2 separate regions of the Pan troglodytes genome follow, and region 1 is linked to region 2. Evidence: chromatin contacts called from public Hi-C data. All regions are on one chromosome and are shown on one strand. Each heading gives the region's core, a stretch centred on a gene start, on an enhancer-like site or on the middle of the called end of the contact. The rest is flanking DNA. Distances are from core to core; before and after follow the strand shown.

What was found. Hi-C and Micro-C count contacts between places; a contact is called where the count stands out from the background.
Region 1: a Hi-C map of lymphocytes shows a contact between it and region 2, with 8 times the contacts expected there. The contact joins the promoter of SDSL here to the enhancer-like site in region 2. A contact is called at or near these places in 4 of 7 Hi-C or Micro-C datasets (blood, a lymphoblastoid cell line, lymphocytes and 1 more).

The regions. Positions count from the first base shown.
Region 1 is chr10:120,246,314-120,250,517 of NHGRI_mPanTro3-v2.0_pri, reverse strand. It overlaps SDSL (serine dehydratase like), which reads right to left and starts at 2,640. Exons shown (of 8, transcript XM_001153764.8): 1 at 2,411-2,640.
Region 2 is chr10:120,037,562-120,042,127 of NHGRI_mPanTro3-v2.0_pri, reverse strand. It overlaps IQCD (IQ motif containing D), which reads left to right. Exons shown (of 5, transcript XM_509395.9): 2 at 1,449-2,270. The coding sequence starts at 1,542. Among named protein-coding and RNA genes, the nearest start is that of TPCN1, 13 kb to the left of the region's middle. Within about 2 kb of position 1,352, at least 1 of the 24 cell types and tissues checked has an H3K27ac peak or open chromatin away from gene starts, as enhancers often do. A contact at or near this core is called in a lymphoblastoid cell line, where this site is marked.

The sequences.
Region 1 (4,204 bases), core at 1,391-3,890, 210 kb before region 2:
ATTAGCCGGGTGTGGTGGTGCACACCTGTAGTCCCAGCTACTTGGGAGGCTGAGGTGGGAGAATTGCTTGAACCTGGGAGGTGGAGATTGCAGTGAGCCAAGATCTCACCACTGTTCTCCAGGCTGGGCAACAGAGTGAGACTGTCTTTAAAAAAAAAAAAAAGAGAGAGAGAGAGAATAACATCTGTCATTTGTTGAGTCCCTATTATGTGCCAGTCATCGGCTGAGTCCTCTGGAGACGTTATCTCACTGATACCTTGTGTCATGCTTTGAGCATGGTGACCTGCTTACCCTTACTTTAGCATGTTTACAGGGCACCTACAAGATGCAGGCCCTGACCTAGCAACAGGGGATACCACTGTGGACAAGATAGACATCAACCTTGGAGCTGAATTATAGCCTGATGAGATGGGCGCTTAACAAATAACTGCATAGACAAACAAAATAATCAGAAATGTTGAAAACTTCTAAGAGGGAAACACGCATATAGGGAGTCCTAAAGAGAAGAACAAGGGGACCTACTTTGGGTATGGAGGTCAGGAAAGACCTCTTAGAGGAAGTGACCATTAAAACTAAGAACTGAGACAGGGCGCGGTGGCTCATGCCTGTAATCCCAGCACTTTGGGAGGCCGAGGCAGGCGGATCACCTGAGGTCAAGAGTTCAAGACCAGTCTGGCCAACATGGAGAAACCCCGTCTCTACTAAAAATACAAAATTAGCCGGGCATGGTGGCGCGTGCCTGTAATCCCAGCTACTCGGGAGGCTGAGGCAGGAGAATTGCTTGAACCTGAGAGGCGAGGTTGCGGTGAGCCGAGATTGCGCCATTGCACTCCAGCCTAGAGAGTAAGAGGGAAACTCCGTCTCAAAAAAAAAATAAAAAATAAAAAATTAGACCCGAAAAATGAGAACCAACCAACCACACAACAAACTGCAAGAAGAGCGTGTACATGGCAGGACTATTGTGAGGATTCAATGAGCCTGCATGGTAAGGGCACCCATGTTGGGTGTCTGTCCACTTGGAATTGGGTTTCTCTTCCTTTTTGGTGAAATCCCCAGATTTTTCCCCTGGGGATCCTGGGATTGTCAGGATGAACTCCCCCTACTCCATAATCCTTCCTCTTTCTTGTTTTTTTGGTGTTTGTTTTAGAGACAAGGTCTCACTCTGTTGCCTGGGCTGGAGTGCAGTGGCACGATCATGGCTCACTGTAACCTTGAAGTCCCGGGCTCAAGCAATCCTCCCACCTCAGCTTCCTGAGTAGCTGGAACTGTAGACATGCACCACTGTATCCGGCTGATATTTTAATTTTTATAGAGATGCAGTTTTGCTGAGTTGTCCAGGCTGGTCTTGAACTCCTGGCCTCAGGTAAATCTCTTGTCTCTGCCTCTCAAAACACTAGGATAACAGGTGTGAGCCACCTGTTGGCTCACAACAGATGAGTCATTAACTCACCATTGACTCCATTTTATAAACAGTGAACCTGAGGTCCAGAGAGATTAAGTAACTTATCCAAGTTCACACAGTTAGAAACAGCATAGCCAGAATTCACACCAGGCAGTGTCTTTGGCATCTGTGCTATTAACCGCGATGCTATACTTTCTCTAATATACTAGTGTTATCGTTACTATTATGAAAGCTGCATGCATTTAATATTTATTGCCAATTGTCCTTTGGAACCAAATGCTCCTGGCTCAGTTTCCAGGCTTCCCCAGCCCTCTTGGTTATACTGACTCACAAGAGGACAGCAGGCATCAGTTAAATGAAAAAGCCCCAAGTTGCCAACAGCCTTATCAACCCCAGACCCCATCAGGCACCTGAGGTCTGGGACTGAGCTGTCTTGGCCCAGGGACACACAGCTCTTGTCCCGTATGGCAGCCACCAGGGCTGAAATGGGGGACCTGGGTCTCCCTGCTGTGGAATAACCCAGGGGAAAGCAGGGGGCTCAGGCTCAGGTCCCAGTCATGCCAACCTTGGCCAAGTCACTTTTGTCACTGGGCCTTACCTGTCACATCTATGAGTTGAGGTAAGGACCACCAGTGCTGTCCACCTCACTTGTCCCCAAAGCCTTTCCCCAGAGGCCACCTTGGTGGCACTCCACAGCCAAATCCCTGGTGCCAGGGCTGGGACACCTCAGGCTGGCCCCTTGGCTGGCAGAATGCCCAACCCTGCCCCTCTGGCAGGCAGAACCCACTCTCGCCCTTCAGGGTCCCCAGCACAACACTTTCTTCTGCAGGGCACCCTGAATTCAATCGACATTCCCAGGAGGGCCTAGACCACGCTCAGGCCCTCTCACTCCCACCTGCTCAGCTTGGACTTTGCCCAAAGCCTCCCAAACTCCTGCAGCCTCTCATCAGCCTCTCATTCACACACACACTGAGCCCCAGGGGCCCCAGCTGGCCCCAGACCCCTTACCTCCCTGCCCAACTATCCCAGACCAGCGTGGCCCCAGCTCCTGCCCTCCAGCCCGGGAACCAGCTCTTTCCAGGAACCGGCTCTGTCCAGTTTCAGGCAGCTTCCGGCAACCTTGGCCCCTCCTCCTTTGTTAAAGAGAAAGCTCCAGACCCTAAGCCTCCGGGTGAAGACGGAGGAGGAGAGGGGATGAGAGCAACCCTCACTGCTTTCCCGGGCACTGCCTATGACTCATGCACCACCCTGTCTCATTTGACAGATGAGCAAACTGAAACTCAGAAAAGGGAACTTATTTGGCCAAAGCTTCCCAGACAGCAAGGGGCAGAGACAGCCTTTACCCCTGGCCCTGGGCCATCTCTTCCGGGATGCAGGCATCTCCATGTCTTCTCATTTTAGGTCTAGTGATTGTCCCGGATGCTGAACCACTGTTGGGGTCAGCTTAGGTCTGGGATGGGAAAACAAGGACAAGGGAACTTTTTTTTTTTTTTTTTTTTTTTTTTGAGACACAGTTTCATTCTTGTCCCCCAGGCTGGAGTGCAATGGTGCGATCTTGGCTCACTGTTACCGCCGCCTCCTGGATTCAAGCAATTCTCCCACTTCAGCCTCCCGAGTAGCCAGGTTTACAGGCACCCACCACCACGCCAGCTAATTTTTGTATTTTTAGTAGGGACAGGGTTTGACCATGTTGGCCAGGCCAGTCTCGAACTCCTGTCCTCAGGTGATCTGCTTGCCTCTGCCTCCCAAAGTGCTGGGATTACAGGCGTGAGCCACTGCACCTGGCCAAGGAAACAATTATTATAATTATTATTTGTGACATGGGAAAGGTATATTTTTGTCTGAAGCACCTCTCCGTCTCGGGTATTTTACACGCAGCATGAGAACCCAAGCAATTATTTGCTACTCAGATAAATGACTGACCATTCATTCATTCATTAAATGTTTATTGGACACCTACTATGTGCCAATCCCTGGAACTTTGGCCTCAAACAAAATAGCATGTCCTCTGCCTTCACAAAGCCCTTAGAGAGGGCCATTAGAGAGCACTTATTAGTGCTATCAGATGTTAGCAGCTGGCAGGGTGGGGCAGGGCTGTGGAACCCTGAGCAGGCACCCCGCCTGGCCCTGGGGGGCTGGGGAGGCTTCCTGGAGGAGGGGAAGTCTGAGTGGAGCCAGGAGTCAGGCACAGGGAGTGCAAAGGTCTGGAAATGAAAAACATGATATATTCCAGGGTCAGGGAAGTATCCAGTGGGGCTGGGAGGGAGAAGGCAGGGGTGGGGAAGCAAGTGGGGTTGAGGCTGGAGATGTGGGCAGAGATCAGAGTCCACAGGGATGCCTGTACCAATCCAGAGTTTGGACCTTACCCAGGGGCACTAGGGAGCCACAGAAGGCTTTAGGTGGGGGGAATGACATGGTCAAATTCATGTCTTGTCTCTGCACCATCTCACTGGGTGAACCTGAGCAGCTCGTGCCCATCTCTGGGCCTCAGTTTCCCTATGTGGAAAGTGGGAACAGGAAGACCTGGCATCACAGATGTTGTGTGTCCTTCTTGGGCTGTTTCTGATCTCCCCAGGTTTGATGATTAACTCCCAGCCACTTGGGGTTAGATGGAGCTGCTTGGCCGTGATCCTTAATGTGGACTCTGGCAAGTTTCTACCCATACTCGCTTTAGACACACACCCATCCTTGTTGGGTGCCTTGTCCTGGACTGGGCACTGGGGACACAGAGGTGATAAAATCCAGTTTGTGCCTTGAAGTGGCCCCCAGCATGGAGGGGAGAGGAAGACACCCAATTCGGTA
Region 2 (4,566 bases), core at 103-2,602:
AAATTAGGCCTGGCACGGTGGCTCCTGTCTGTATTCCCAACACTGGGAGGCTAAGGTGGGAGGATTGCTTGAGCCTAGGAGTTCAAGATCAGTCTGGGCAACATAGTGGAGCTCATCTCTATAAAAAGTTAAAAAATTAGCTAGGCATCGAGCACCTGTAGTCCTAGCTACTTGAGAGGCTGAGACAGGAGGATCACTTGAGCCCAGTAGGTCGAGGCTGGAGTGAGCCATGGTCACACTATTGCACTCCAGCCAGGGTAACAGAGTGCCTACAAAATTAATGTTGGTACAATGCTGTTAACTAAACTTTAGACTAGATTTGGATTTGGATTTGGATTTCTCCAGTTCCACTAATGTCCTTTTTCCACTCCAGAACCCAATCCAGAATACAACATTACATTTAGTGAAACAGTTTTTTAAATTGTATTTCAAAGTTATATTTCACCCACCAATTTTTAAAATCAGTACTTAAAAATGGCCAGGCGTGGTGGCTCAGGCCTGTAATCCCAGCACTTCGGGAGGCAAAGGCAGGTGGATCACGGGAGGTCAGGAGTTTGAGAACAGCCTGGCAAACATGGCAAAACCCTTTCTCTACTAAAAATACAAAAATTAGACAGGCGTGGTGGTGTGCACCTGTAGTCCCAGCTGCTCAGGAGGCTGAGGCAGGAGAATCACTTGAACCCAGGAGGCAGAGGTTGCAGTGAGCCAAGATCATGGCACTGCACTGCAGCCTGGGCGACAGAGCAAGACTCTGTCTCAAAACAAATAAACAAACAAACCAAAAAACTTTAAAATCAGTGAAAATGTGCCATTCCTAGTCCTGTTGGTCTTACACCGCATTCTGCCCTGTCCCTGTCCTGCTCAGACATAGGCTGAGGCCTGTGGTTCCGTCGCCCAGGCTCCTTGTCAGTTGGTTTCCTGCTGGTTTTGGCCAAGGGCAGTAGAAAGAAACCAGGGTATTTCTCCTCCCCTACCGCCACCCTTCTTTAATCTGCATTTCCGGCAATGTCTCTAGCTCCTCTGGGAACTGATGGCTGTGGTTCAAACTTCCCCTGGGTGACCCTGGGCCCCAGGCTCACCATCTCTTCATGTGGTGCCTTCCTGCCATTGACAATTGCGGGATGGCTTTGTCTTCCCCTGGTTGGCCTGTCAACTCTCCCATCACTGATGTAACCAGTCTCTGGTTTTAAATCCTTAGAATGGTGTCTGTATGCCTGGCTGGTCCCTGCCTGACACATGTGCCTGAGATGCCTCCACACTTGGTCTTCCTGCCCTTGTGGCCCTAACACCCTCACAAAGCTGAAAACTGCTTCCAGTGAAAGGTTCTGTGTAAAAGCGACAGAGGACCTAAGATGAACTCTTGATGTCAACAGTTGTGGTTTCTGCAGCCACACTAACCACACAGATGTCAGCACAGCTGCACTCACACCTACTTCTTCATTTTGCAGGATGGCCAGAGACAATAAAAGCACGAGACCCAAGTAGTCTACCGAAGTCTCCATCTCTGCGGACCTACAGAGGCACAGAGGGCTGCTCACAAGATGACTTTAGACATTCTCGCCATGGCCCCTTTGTATCAGGCCCCTGCCATCAACAGAATAGGGCCAAAGACAGACCCATCTAAAAGGCCAGCTGATCCACTAAAACCCTTGGTTCTCTCTAGGACCAAACTCACCACCATTGAGGCCAAAAGGATCATGTCCATCCTGGATGAGGCGATCTACAAGGTGGAGCTGGTGACCTTGCTGTCGTATGTGGCATCCAACAGAGAGGATATGGAGGGGATGCTGGGGGAGGACGTCATGAGGGCAGTGAGAGAGCATCAGGATCTCTGCCAGGTCCTCCTTGAAAACGTCAGGTGCCTGAAAGAGAAAGAAAGGCAATTGCAGGAGCAGAAAGAGGCTGAGGAGGAAGGGTGGCTCAGAGACCGCCTCCTTTCCATAGAGCTGCAGAAATCCAGCCTCTCACCACTTACGCAGCAGATCAAAGACTCCACCAAGAACGTCCTGAGACTCTTGCTCAGCAACCCCCAGGCTGCTAGGCTCCTGCAGATGCAGACACAGGGTAGAAGTACGGAAGCCCAGAATTTTATTGACAGCCTGATAGAGCTCCGTGGTTTCCTGTTTGAAAAACTACTCACTAGTCCCATGGAAGCGAGGGATAAGGCCCAGTTCTTACAGGATATCAGTAGACAGAATAGTAATAACCAACAAATCATTGATACTCTTGAAAAGGAATTGGCGGAGAGAATGAAGAACAGGAATGCAGAGGTATTGTTTCATAGTATTGCTGAAATTACTGAAGAAGCCACACAAATCTTTTGTTGGTTGGGTTTTTCCTCAATGATTGATTTTTTTTTTAAGATGGAGTCTCGCTCTGTTGTCCAGACTAGAGTGCAGTGGTGTAATCTCGACTCACTGCAACCTCTGCCTCCCAGGTTCAAGCGATTCTCCCACCATAGCCTCCCAAGTAGTTGGGATTACAGGCGTATACCACCATGCCTGGCTAATTTTTGTATTTTTAGTAGAGACAGGTTTTCGCCATGTTGGCCAGGCTGGTCTAGAACTCCTGACCTCAAGTGATCCTCCTGCTTTGGCCTCCCAAAGTGCTGGCCACTGCGCCTGGCCAATTGATTGACTGATTTTTTTGAGACAGGGTCTCACTCTGTTGCCCAGGCTAGAGTGCAGTGGCATGATCACAGCACACTGCAGCCTCCATCTGTCAGGCTTAAGCAATCCTCCCATCTCACCCTCCCAAGTAGCTGAGACTACAGGTGTGTGTCACCATGCCTGGCTAATTTTTTGATTGTTTGTAAAGATGGGCTCTTGCTACGTTGCCCAGGTTGGTCTTGAACTTCTGGGTTCAAGAGATCCTTCCACCTTGGCCTCCCAAAGTGCTGGGGTTACAGGCATGAGCCACTATGCCCGGCCTCCCCAGTGATTTTTTTTTTTTTTAAGATGGAGTCTTGCTGTGTCACCCACGCTAAAGTGCAGTGGCAACATCTTGATTCACTGCAACCTCCGCCTCCTGTGTTGGGAATGGGTGCTCGGTGTCACCAAAATCAACACTGAGACAAAGGATCTCTCAGCAAGGCTAGTTTACTCTCTGCAGAAAGGGTGCTGCTTGCTAGCAGTCTTGCCACAAGAGCACACACGAACAAAAGAGACGGGGTCATTTATAACCAGACGCATCCACCCTACTGCTGTGTCCAGTTTCCATTGGCTGGAACAGGACCTCACATTCTGTACTTAACCCGATTGGCTAGCAACTTAGAACTTCCCAAAAGAGGCAAAGGCAGAGGGGAACAAAGGAAGAGAGCAAGTAACTCCTGGAATGCTGAGAGAGGCAAAAACACCTCCAAATAAGGAAGAGGAATAGGCTATGACCTAATGCTTGCTTGGACCGGTTCAGGTATGCCAAGGCAAATATCTAAGCTAAAATGTGGGAGCTAAGAACAGAGTATATTGATTTCTTTTTTTTTTTTTTTTTTTTTTTTGAGGCGGAGTCTTGCTCTGTCACCCAGGCTGGAGTGCAGTGGTGTGATATCGGCTCACTGCAAGCTCTGCCTCCAGGGTTCACACCATTCTCCTGCCTCAGCCTCCCGAGTAGCTGGGACTACAGGTGCCCACCACCATACCCAGCTAATTTTTTTTTTGGTATTTTTAGTAGAGATGGGGTTTCACCGTGTTAGCCAGGATAGTCTCGAACTCCTGACCTCGTGATCTGCCCACCTCTGCCCCCCAAAGTGCTGGGATTACAGGCGTGAGCCACCACGCCCAGCCTATTGATTTCTTTATTACAGCTAGCAGAATTGAAGAATATTAACACAGGTCTTTGAGTAAATTTTGGTTCTAAGAGAGGTTACTACCTATTCTGAATTAGACTGGGAGGAAAGTCCCTTTGAAGAGGAACCTCTATTTCATTTTCTACATCCTGGGTTCAAGCAATTCTTCTGGCTCAGCCTCCCGAGTCTCTGGGACTACAGGTGCCCGCCACAATGCCCAGCTAATTTTTTTATTTTTAGTAGAGATGGGGTTTCACCGTGTTGGCCAGGCTGGTCTTGAACTCCTGACCCTAAGTGATCTGCCCGCCTTGGCCTCCCAAAGTGCTGGGATTATAGGCGTGAGCCACTGCGCCTGGCCTAAGTAGCTTTTTTTTTAAAAAAAAATTCATTTACTCCACAAATTATTGTAAGTACTTACTAGGTGCCAGGTCTTATAAATAAGCCCATGTGGTTCCAGCCTCATGGAGTTCACAGTAAGGAAGGTAGGAATTAAAGAATTCATTTAATTACAGTTTTGAGAAGTACAATGTACTTCTCAAAGGGAGTGTTACAGGAGAACTTAACACCAAAAGGTCAGGGACATTGAAGCCAAGATATGAAGAATGCGAGGGCGTGAACCAGGTAAGTGCAGTGAGGAAGAACCTTCCAAGCTAGGCATCAGCAAACTATTTTTTTTTTTTTTTTTTTTGAGACAGTCTTACTCTATGCCCAAGCTGGAGTATAATGGCGTGATCTCAGCTTACTGCAGCCTTCACCTCCCAGGTTCAAGTGATTTCTTGTGC